Linked DNA regions of Gasterosteus aculeatus: region 1 is linked to region 2. The links are chromatin contacts, called in public Hi-C maps. All regions are on one chromosome and are shown on one strand. The core of a region is the stretch at or near the end of the contact, and the rest is flanking DNA. Distances in the headings are between cores, read along the strand shown. Region 1 holds the start of hps1 (HPS1 biogenesis of lysosomal organelles complex 3 subunit 1). Region 2 overlaps LOC120821127 (ligand-dependent corepressor).

What was found. Hi-C and Micro-C count contacts between places; a contact is called where the count stands out from the background.
Region 1: a Hi-C map of whole body shows a contact between it and region 2, with 5 times the contacts expected there. The contact joins the promoter of hps1 here to the enhancer-like site in region 2. A contact is called at or near these places in 6 of 6 Hi-C or Micro-C datasets (blood and trunk muscle, liver, skeletal muscle and 2 more).

Annotation. Positions count from the first base shown.
Region 1 is chr6:11,543,603-11,547,983 of fGasAcu3.hap1.1, forward strand. It overlaps hps1 (HPS1 biogenesis of lysosomal organelles complex 3 subunit 1), which reads right to left and starts at 1,774. Exons shown (of 18, transcript XM_040179552.2): 1 at 1,614-1,774; 2 at 202-388; 3 at 1-93. The coding sequence starts at 318. It overlaps hpse2 (heparanase 2), which reads right to left. Exons shown (of 12, transcript XM_040178777.2): 12 at 3,936-4,381.
Region 2 is chr6:11,508,107-11,512,464 of fGasAcu3.hap1.1, forward strand. All of the region lies in intron 6 of LOC120821127 (ligand-dependent corepressor), which reads right to left. Among protein-coding and RNA genes, the nearest start is that of LOC120821127, 14 kb to the right of the region's middle. Within about 2 kb of position 2,390, at least 6 of the 9 cell types and tissues checked have open chromatin away from gene starts, as enhancers often do.

The DNA of each region.
Region 1 (4,381 bases), core at 524-3,023, 35 kb after region 2:
GGTGTAGCTGTCACGCAGCCTGTCCACCATGGTGATGCAGGAGATAATGATTGGAGCAAACAGAGTGCTGATGCTGTCCTCGAAGGCCGGAAGCTGACCATCACAGCAACAAAAGGCAAAGAAGAAGAAAGAAAAAGGTCGAGAGTTATTTAAAGCAGTTAAAAGGCGTACGCTATGTCTGTTTACTTCCTTCCTCTTTACCCCCTGGCCGTCCTCTTGAGACGCCCCATACTGTTTCTGGACATTTTGCTGAAACTCTGGGTCGGTCCAGTGGAAGAGGACCTCGGCACTCTCACTGGCAATCAGTAAGCACTTCATCTGGACCGACAGGTACTGTCCCGCTGGTCTGTGCCGTCCAATTCACTCCAACCTCTCCGTGTGCATCACGCTACGAAGAAAAAAGGTCAAAAGTATAGAATATGAAGATAGAGGCAGTATTTTCACATAGAGCTAAGAAAACTGGAGAAACTGTAAACTGGATCTTTTTCCCACACGCCACTGCTCTTTGACCTAAAATAAACGGTATCTAAAGGCTGGTGTTTTATCAATGAGTACATTACACTGGTGAGAGTGTAGTGTTGAGACAAGGAAGGTCAGAGGCCTAAAAGGTCAAGTGTACGGGATTACAGGACGCTGGGAGTCAGAGCACACATAAGAGTTCCTGCACTGATTAGCAGTTTGTAAGAGATATACTCTAATTTTGCTAAAGATTGTTATTAATTAATTGTAAGCACTGTGAGGTACCGAGTCATCTTTGGACATCTAGTGATTTCAGCCTAAATTTGATTATGTGTCGGTCACTAATTGTTCTTTGAAATCGGCTTCTTCCTCCAAATATGTACTTAAATCCTCATGAGTAGGGCTTATGGCATTGGACAACTTTTGGACTCATATTTTTTGACACAAACCGAAAATGCAAAGACGTTTAATTAAATATTGATTGTGAAATCTTTCTGGTCTCGTCTTAATGTGGCCCGAGTGGTTGCAACACTTCCTCAATGTGCGCCTTCACAAATGCGTGTGCTGTCAGTATGCGTATTGTGAATTTCTATTGAAATGAGTATCAGTACTGATACAGTTTTGAATGTAACTAAGTGCATTTAATCAAGCGCTCAACTGTTGCAGGACTTTTCACTTCACGTATCTGACAGGTGCAGTTATATTAAAATGTAAGATCTGTGCATATGAAGCACGTAGAACATATTTTTTTCAAAGTCAAACATCCAAAATGCATGTACAGCTGTATATATAGACAATTATATTAGTCAATAGACAAACAAGTCATTTCGTTTTTCATGCAAAGGCATTTCATAGTTCCATCACCTCAAATGTATAGATCTTCTGCTTTTCCATTGAAATGAGTTTACAATTTGTACAATAAAAAAAACCCACACCACCGAGTGTGTGAGCGTGCATGCAGGTCACAGGGTTTTAGCTGATCCCGAAACAATTGAACGCCTCATTACTTGAAGCTGTTCCGATGCCCCGGAAATACCACCCCGTGTTTTACCTGAAGCCCTCGCTTACTTCCCCTCACCAAACTCCTAACTTCCGTGGTGCACAACGGCTGTCCACGGCTAAATAACACCACGACACTTCGTGTCAACACTCACTCCCTCCTCGGCCTCTCGGTCCAGACTCTCTGCTTTCCAAACAGCTTCGGCTTCTCCCTTCAGCTGGCGGACGCCTTCATCGCGGCCGCTGGCTGGTCGGAGACCCAAAACCCCTGGTTCCTCCCACAACCCTTACGTCACCGAGTCACGTGACGCCAGTAGGCGGAAGTGAGCTCGAGCTCCCGTCGAGGAGCCCCTCCCCCCCCCCCGCGTGGGGCGCGTGACTGAGAGCCTCGCGCCGTTCGGACGGTTTGGTATTCGGGGAATGCAGTTTATGGGGGAGAAGTTGAGATTTGACGGCAGATTAACCGTTTTGTGTGACTCTCTAAGAAAAGTCAGCCTTACACAACAATCCGCTAGCAAAATGTGCGTGAACACGAAGCACAGCACGATGTAAAAACACCATCAACTACTGATTTGTTTTACTTTTTAACATACAAAGGAGCAAGTGAAATCATAAAGTAACGTTGCATGAAGTTTTTTTTCTACACAAAACAATAAGAATAAAATTATTATCAAAAAGGAGAAGTTACAAATTGATTTCCAACAACATACATGGAACCGAAGTCCAATCAATCAGCTCCTTAATGTAAATGATATCTGGTGGGTTTTTTTTAAATTCGATCTTAAAATGTTGAGGACTGGTAAATGCTGCAAAGTCCAACATTATTACACTATTACAACATTTAAAAACGTATTATAGGAGAGAAAAGAAATTCTCAAAACACTATAAACTCAATACTGAACCTCCCCTAAATATTACAGTTGTGTCATCAAGGGAGCAACTTATCAGACATACGTTACAAATGCTGCATATACACAAACCAAACATTCAGCTGCTTCTCACAGAATGTTTTGATGGCTATAACAAATCTGTATTGTATCTCAATATTCAGCACAGATTGTATGTTTGGCTTCTGCGCGCAGCAACGAACCTCATAGCAACATAAATATTTATGTTTTATTAACCTTGCTTGGGTCAAAATGGTCCAAAATGCCAAGAGAGTTCCACGTCGTGGTGCCGGTCTAATCTAGTCCATCAGTTTTCTTGGGATAGAACGTTCATGGAAGTCATATTTAAGCTGACTCCTGTATATACAGAGTAAACATCATGAAATCCTCAGTGTATGCTAACAGGGGAAAGGGGGCCCTTGCATGTCTCAAAATGGATCACCGAGTGTAAACAGTGTTAGGCAGGCCTGGGTAACAGTTACCTCCACTAAAGAGGCACTGTCACGCAGAAGTGGCCAGACACGACCCGGTCCGACTAAATCACAACACGATTAGATTTCGCCGGCGAAAGTGACGCCGTGCAGTTGTGACCACCCTTGACTACTCTGTGTGCGTTCGACCGCCTGCTTCTCTCGCTCTGGGTTTTTCCAGGTTTTGCATGTGTGTTGAAAATAAAGCGTGTCCGCACACATTTCATCTACATGCTCCCACACCTGTGCGCCTCCGCGCCGCGATGAACCCTCGATTAACTAGACCAGGTGTCAACCAGTCTACTCCGAGTCTTGTGCGTCAACAATGTTGGCCTGTTTGAAATGAACCACATGCGGGCATGTGAGCATTCGACCGTTCCCGGGGATCATTTCTGAGAACAAACATTTCTGCTAAATACATGAAAGCTAAAAGGCCTTTTCCCATGAATGGAACCCAACAAAACAAAACACAAGAGTCCATGCTTCGGATCACGGCTCTTGAAGGACCACCGGTGTTCAGTACAGTTCAAGCCTTTGTTTGGCTTTCCATATGAATCGGTGCGGTGCAGTTTTTTTTCGCATACACCATGCTCACCTGGGAGAAACCGATCAAACATTTTAGTCAAAAGTGCACACGAGATCCTTCATCTCTCTTCAAAATGAGCCAGCCAGGCGGATCCCGGTTGTCAGCAGACACTGAGCCAGGTTGTCTGGGCCAAAGCTGAGGTCTGAAGCTTCAGCCCCGTCTCGGCTTTATGTTTCCCATCAGCAGTTGTCTCATGCAGTGACAGGACAGTACTCTTCCAACTACAAAGACTCTCCCCAGCTGCTTCCACATCTGGGGCCTGTGAGTGTACAGTCTGTGCATGTGTGCAGGAGTGTAAGGAGAGGCTTCTTGAATGTGGCAGATTCAATTTCGAGGTTCTCTCTGTAGGAGGGCGTATCTGCTGCTCTTTGTGGGCATTTATCATATCCTCTCACCTCTTTGCTTCTGCACATCCCTGTTAAACCCCGAGAACCGTTGATGTCAATTAACATGATGGACGTAGCTGTCTCGTGCACGCTACGGAGTTGACGAATTTGACACTGTGAGTGAAGCATAGACAAAAATAAATACCACTTTTTAGGTATTTTGAGGTGTTTATTATCAATGTAAACTTTTTTTAAAATAAAAAACAATACATAGGAACACTTTACATAGTAAAATAATGCTCTGCAAAAGAAATATGAACATCTCTACATCAACTATGAACAAATATTCTTTAAATTTACCATGTTTGGGTACGGAACCTGCTGCCGTTTATCTTGTCTTATCCCCCATGAAGGAGAAACGTTATCCTTATTATGTTCTCATTGCTCTAATTCAATCAATACAGACAACATAACGACATCTTTACTCACTCTTTGGTTTTGATGAAAGGAGGCCAATCTTTGTGTAAGATGTTAAACCATCTAAAGGGTACTTTCCTTTAGGTGGTAGTTTAATAATAGAAATATAAAGACAAAGCAAAGTATAAATTAGATGTGTACTTCGTGTAAGTAAACAAATCACTTATTTCCAACACT
Region 2 (4,358 bases), core at 1,140-3,639:
AGCTCTTTCTATAAACTATTTGGCTTTAGGTTTTTCACACCGGTCCGTGTTGCGTACATGAGAAACTGCTACATTAAACAGCCATGAGAAGAGTAGACTGTGATATAAGTTTTCCAGATGAGGTAGTGGACCATTAGATTCGCTACAATAGACAGTGAAGTTCCACCTGGCAGCACAACAACAGCAATCCATCAACTAAAATGCAACGCTGAATGAGAACGTAAAGTGAGCCTTTTGAGGAATGCTGAAGGATTGTCAATGCAAGAATAAGTTAATTAACAACAGTGAATTAGTGACTAACTATGACTTAATCATATTATCCGTACATGTGTGCTTGAAGTGCTTTGTTTTACTTTTTTATCTGAGCCAGCGTTATTCAGATATTTTGTGAATATATCTATGCAATATATCTATGCAGTCCTTCATTAGTTAGACATAATGAAGATTTTAACCTTAAAGTGACAAGAAATCCTGAATGAATAAAACATGAATAAAACACAGAATAAGAGAAGCCAAACAAGTAAAGTTTACCATCTAACATAAAGTTAAACTATTGTTAGAGTGCTATTATACATACAAGTAATACGTATTATGTGTGCAAGTCCCTGAACTGTATGTTACTACTGACTCTCACCCTAAAAAGTTTACAATCAAGGCAATTTTATGTATCACATGCCTGCAAATATAGTATCTGATGCAATGCTTGTAGTGAAGAAATCATTTCTTTAAAAAAAGAACATCCAGGTTCATCTAAGTCTAATGCTGAAGAATCTGCATAAAATAATAACCAACATTTACTAGAGTTGTGCATCACCCTGATTATTAGTATTAGTATTATGGGCCGTGCTCCCATACGAGCACGAGCATACTTCAATGAGGTGTCCTCATGAAGCAAATTACTGGCAGAGCAAAGAGACGTGGAGTTCCCTTTGCAGTGGTATGTATTGGCAGCAGGGCACAGGTGTTTACCTAAACCGTTCTGAACAGGAACAGCACCATGACCCAACCCTTGGTTTCTGTAGTTACAAATATCCTGCCTAGAATTTGTAATTTGATCCAAAGTTATTCACATCTAAGTGGACTAACATAAGATGCTTGGCCAGAATAGATATATATTCAATCATGCAAGCAAAGTATGAACAGAATAGGCAGATGATGGATGCATTATCACGTTTTCATCACATGGACAATTCTTGCTACTGGTAACTTCAGAAAAAGCTCGATGTGATTGAGGCATGAGTGTAACAATAGCTAATTTGGCTAGCTAGCTAATGTTAACAGGCTAGCACAATTATCCATGTTGAGTTAAGCGATAAATGGTAATATTGCTTGGTAAAAGTTTGTTTTTTTGTAAAATAATGACTGGTCTTAAGAGCTTCTAGATGTTATTAGGACATAAAACTGATCATGTTATCTTGTCTACCTGCAGCAAACACCTGAAAACTAACCTGAATGTAATCTAGAGTTAAAAGTTATCCGATACCAAGAGTTTAGCTCGTGCTCTATTTGTGAAAGTGGATAATTAGGTCACTAGCGTATCATCCTCACAAACAAGGGGAGTATAGCTAAGAGGCAATTCTTTATCATGTGCCATGAGCAGGCCCGATGTGTAAGTGTGTACAGTATATGTAGAATACCTTCATACACTGGAAATAGAAAAGGAAAAGTTCTGCCCTTCTTGTATCTCGGAGAAAGTCTTTCCCCAGAGATAATACCTGAAGTCTGAAGGCTTACACTGGCACTGAAATGCTACTGAAAACTAGGTAAGGTGTGTTGTGAAGTCCTCTGAAAGCAGTATACGCGTACTGGACAGAAAGGATATCCTGAAACGAACGAGGGATCGGAGTATATACAGTGATCCGCTTAATGAGAAGAGACATTTTCTTTTACCAAAAAGTACTGCATTCCAATCTAAATGTATCCTGAGTGCAATAAAGGCAATATAAAACAAATAATTAACAGAACATTCATATAGGACGGCAAAACATACAGAACAAAATATAGAAAGCACAAACCTATCATGCTTAATTCAGATCGAAAATGAAAGTGAAACCTAGATGACAAACGTTATTATAAATATGTTAAATATAGTGTTTAGGATGAATAAATACTCTGAATATTACAGTGTTTGGACAAACAGTTTTTCTTACATCTCCTGTGTCTATTTCAGTCAGAGATGTGCATTTGCAAAACAGTGACAGAGACTTTCACTGGCATCCACAAGGGCCTAAATACACACACACACACACACACACACACACACACACACACACACACACACAATCTTACACACACACACACACACACACACACACACACACAGCAGTACTGCGAGATGTCACTGAGGGGCGCCACCTCCTTAGAAATGATGAACTTGATGCTACATACTACATTAATGGTGCCAAGAAATTAGTTTTTAAAAGATAACGTATGGCAGAGAGTTCATATCAAAATGGATAATTTGGTTTATATGTTACATATAACTCAAGTTTTTATGGGAAAACAATTCAGCTACTACCACTGTCTGGCAAATGCAACATCTGTCTGGTTAAAAATCACATCCTTAAAAGTACTTTACGATTGTATCAATCATTTGACGAGAGGCTTCCGTCCTGGAAATCATTTGCGTTCTCTTCCGATGCACTCTCCCTTTTCTCAGAAACCATGTGCAGGGAGTTATGCAATTCCTCCCTCCCTGGTGACTGTGACACACTCTGCTCCTCCATCTTTATAAGCTTCAGTTTCTTTTTGGGTGGATGTTTCAAGGTGCCCAGTCGCTCTTTAACTTTGTATTCCAGGGTGCTGTGTGGTATGCCGTAGATGGTTTGGGCTTTGGACACGCTCATTTTCCCTCCCATCACCACCTCGATAGCCTCCTCCAGCAGGTCAGTGTTGTACTGCCTATAGCGCCCGCGTTTCTTCCTGGGCTGCTTGTTACTCAGGTCGGACTCGGAATCCAGAGGACAGCTTCCCCGCAGGGATTTGCGATCCGCGTCTTGAGGCCAGTATTCCTTCTCGGATCCTGAGCTACTAAAACCTCCGCTGCTCTTGTTCTGGATCTGCCTGGGTAGAATGGAGCGAAGGGCCTTTCCCAGACCGCCCTCACAAGCCAACCCGGAGTACACGGTGGACAGGGAATCCCAACATGGGTCCGTTGCCAGAACTCGCACCTGGGGAATCTTGAGGTCACAGGATGAAGAATGAGAAAGCGAGAGGCCGTGGTCCCTGCAGGCCTCCTGGAGGTTTCCCTTCTCGTATGCAAGGGACTTTGACCAAAGTCCAGCAGCTTCCAACAACCTGGGTATGTCTTTAAGGTGCTCACTAGCCTCACTGTTGGTTTTGAGTTTAAGGAGGGCCCCGAAATTACTTTTGGAATTCCAGGAAGCAGATCCGCTTTTGAAAAGCTCAGTAGGTGCGGAGCTGCGGCTGAGAGGGAACTCTGGGTCGCTCTCCACATCCGGCTCCTCTTTGATGTGCAGCGCGTATGCGAGAGACGAGGAAGGCTTATAACGGGCGGAGTGGCCGATATTCTCCCTCCTCCTCCCATCCTGTAGGCTCTTCATAAACAGCCCGACTTGCCCGTCCGCCCTCAAGGATCGCCTGATTGGATGGAAGGAAATTGGGTGTAAGCAGAGCTTGCACAGTGCCTTTTTTCTCGTTTCTAAAGGAGGATGGGTTGGGGAGGGGAGGATGTTGGCCACTCCTTAATTATATGACCTTGCTTTTGGTAACTATCACTATCTTTTAAAATAACTGACTGAGAGGTTGTGTGTGACTTTTAAGAACAAAAAGGTTCATGTTTGACAAGTTTTTATTTGCTTGCTGGGATGAAAAAAAATAAACAAAACTGCATCAACATAAGAAAAAAAACAGGGTAAAAGAAAACAATACAAACAAAAGAAAGGGCATTTATTGGAGTAAGTAAAAGGTCTTGGCCCGTAACGCAAAGCCAGAAGGAGGCATTATTTGTCATTGCAGTACGGCAGCTTGGCACGTAGCTGTTAAGCAGGGCACACAAACTATGTCATATGAAATGACTAATGAAGCTCTTGACATTTTGTGTGGGACGTGACCAGCAAACAAGCGCAGAAATAAAAGAGTAAGCCAGTAGAGGGTCGTGTGTGTGTGTAATACATAAAAAGGAAAAGAAAACATTTATTAGAAAGAGAATGTAGCCTGTACTAGATAAAAGGTTATTCAAAATATATTAAAAAACGAGATATTTCTCTTCCCCAAAACTTATATTTTATATAAGATTATATTTTATCAGAGGAGTACCATCAAACTGGAAAGAGTGCATATTGTAAATCATATTTCAAAGAAATATGAAAATCTGAGGGAATGATCATCACTTTAGA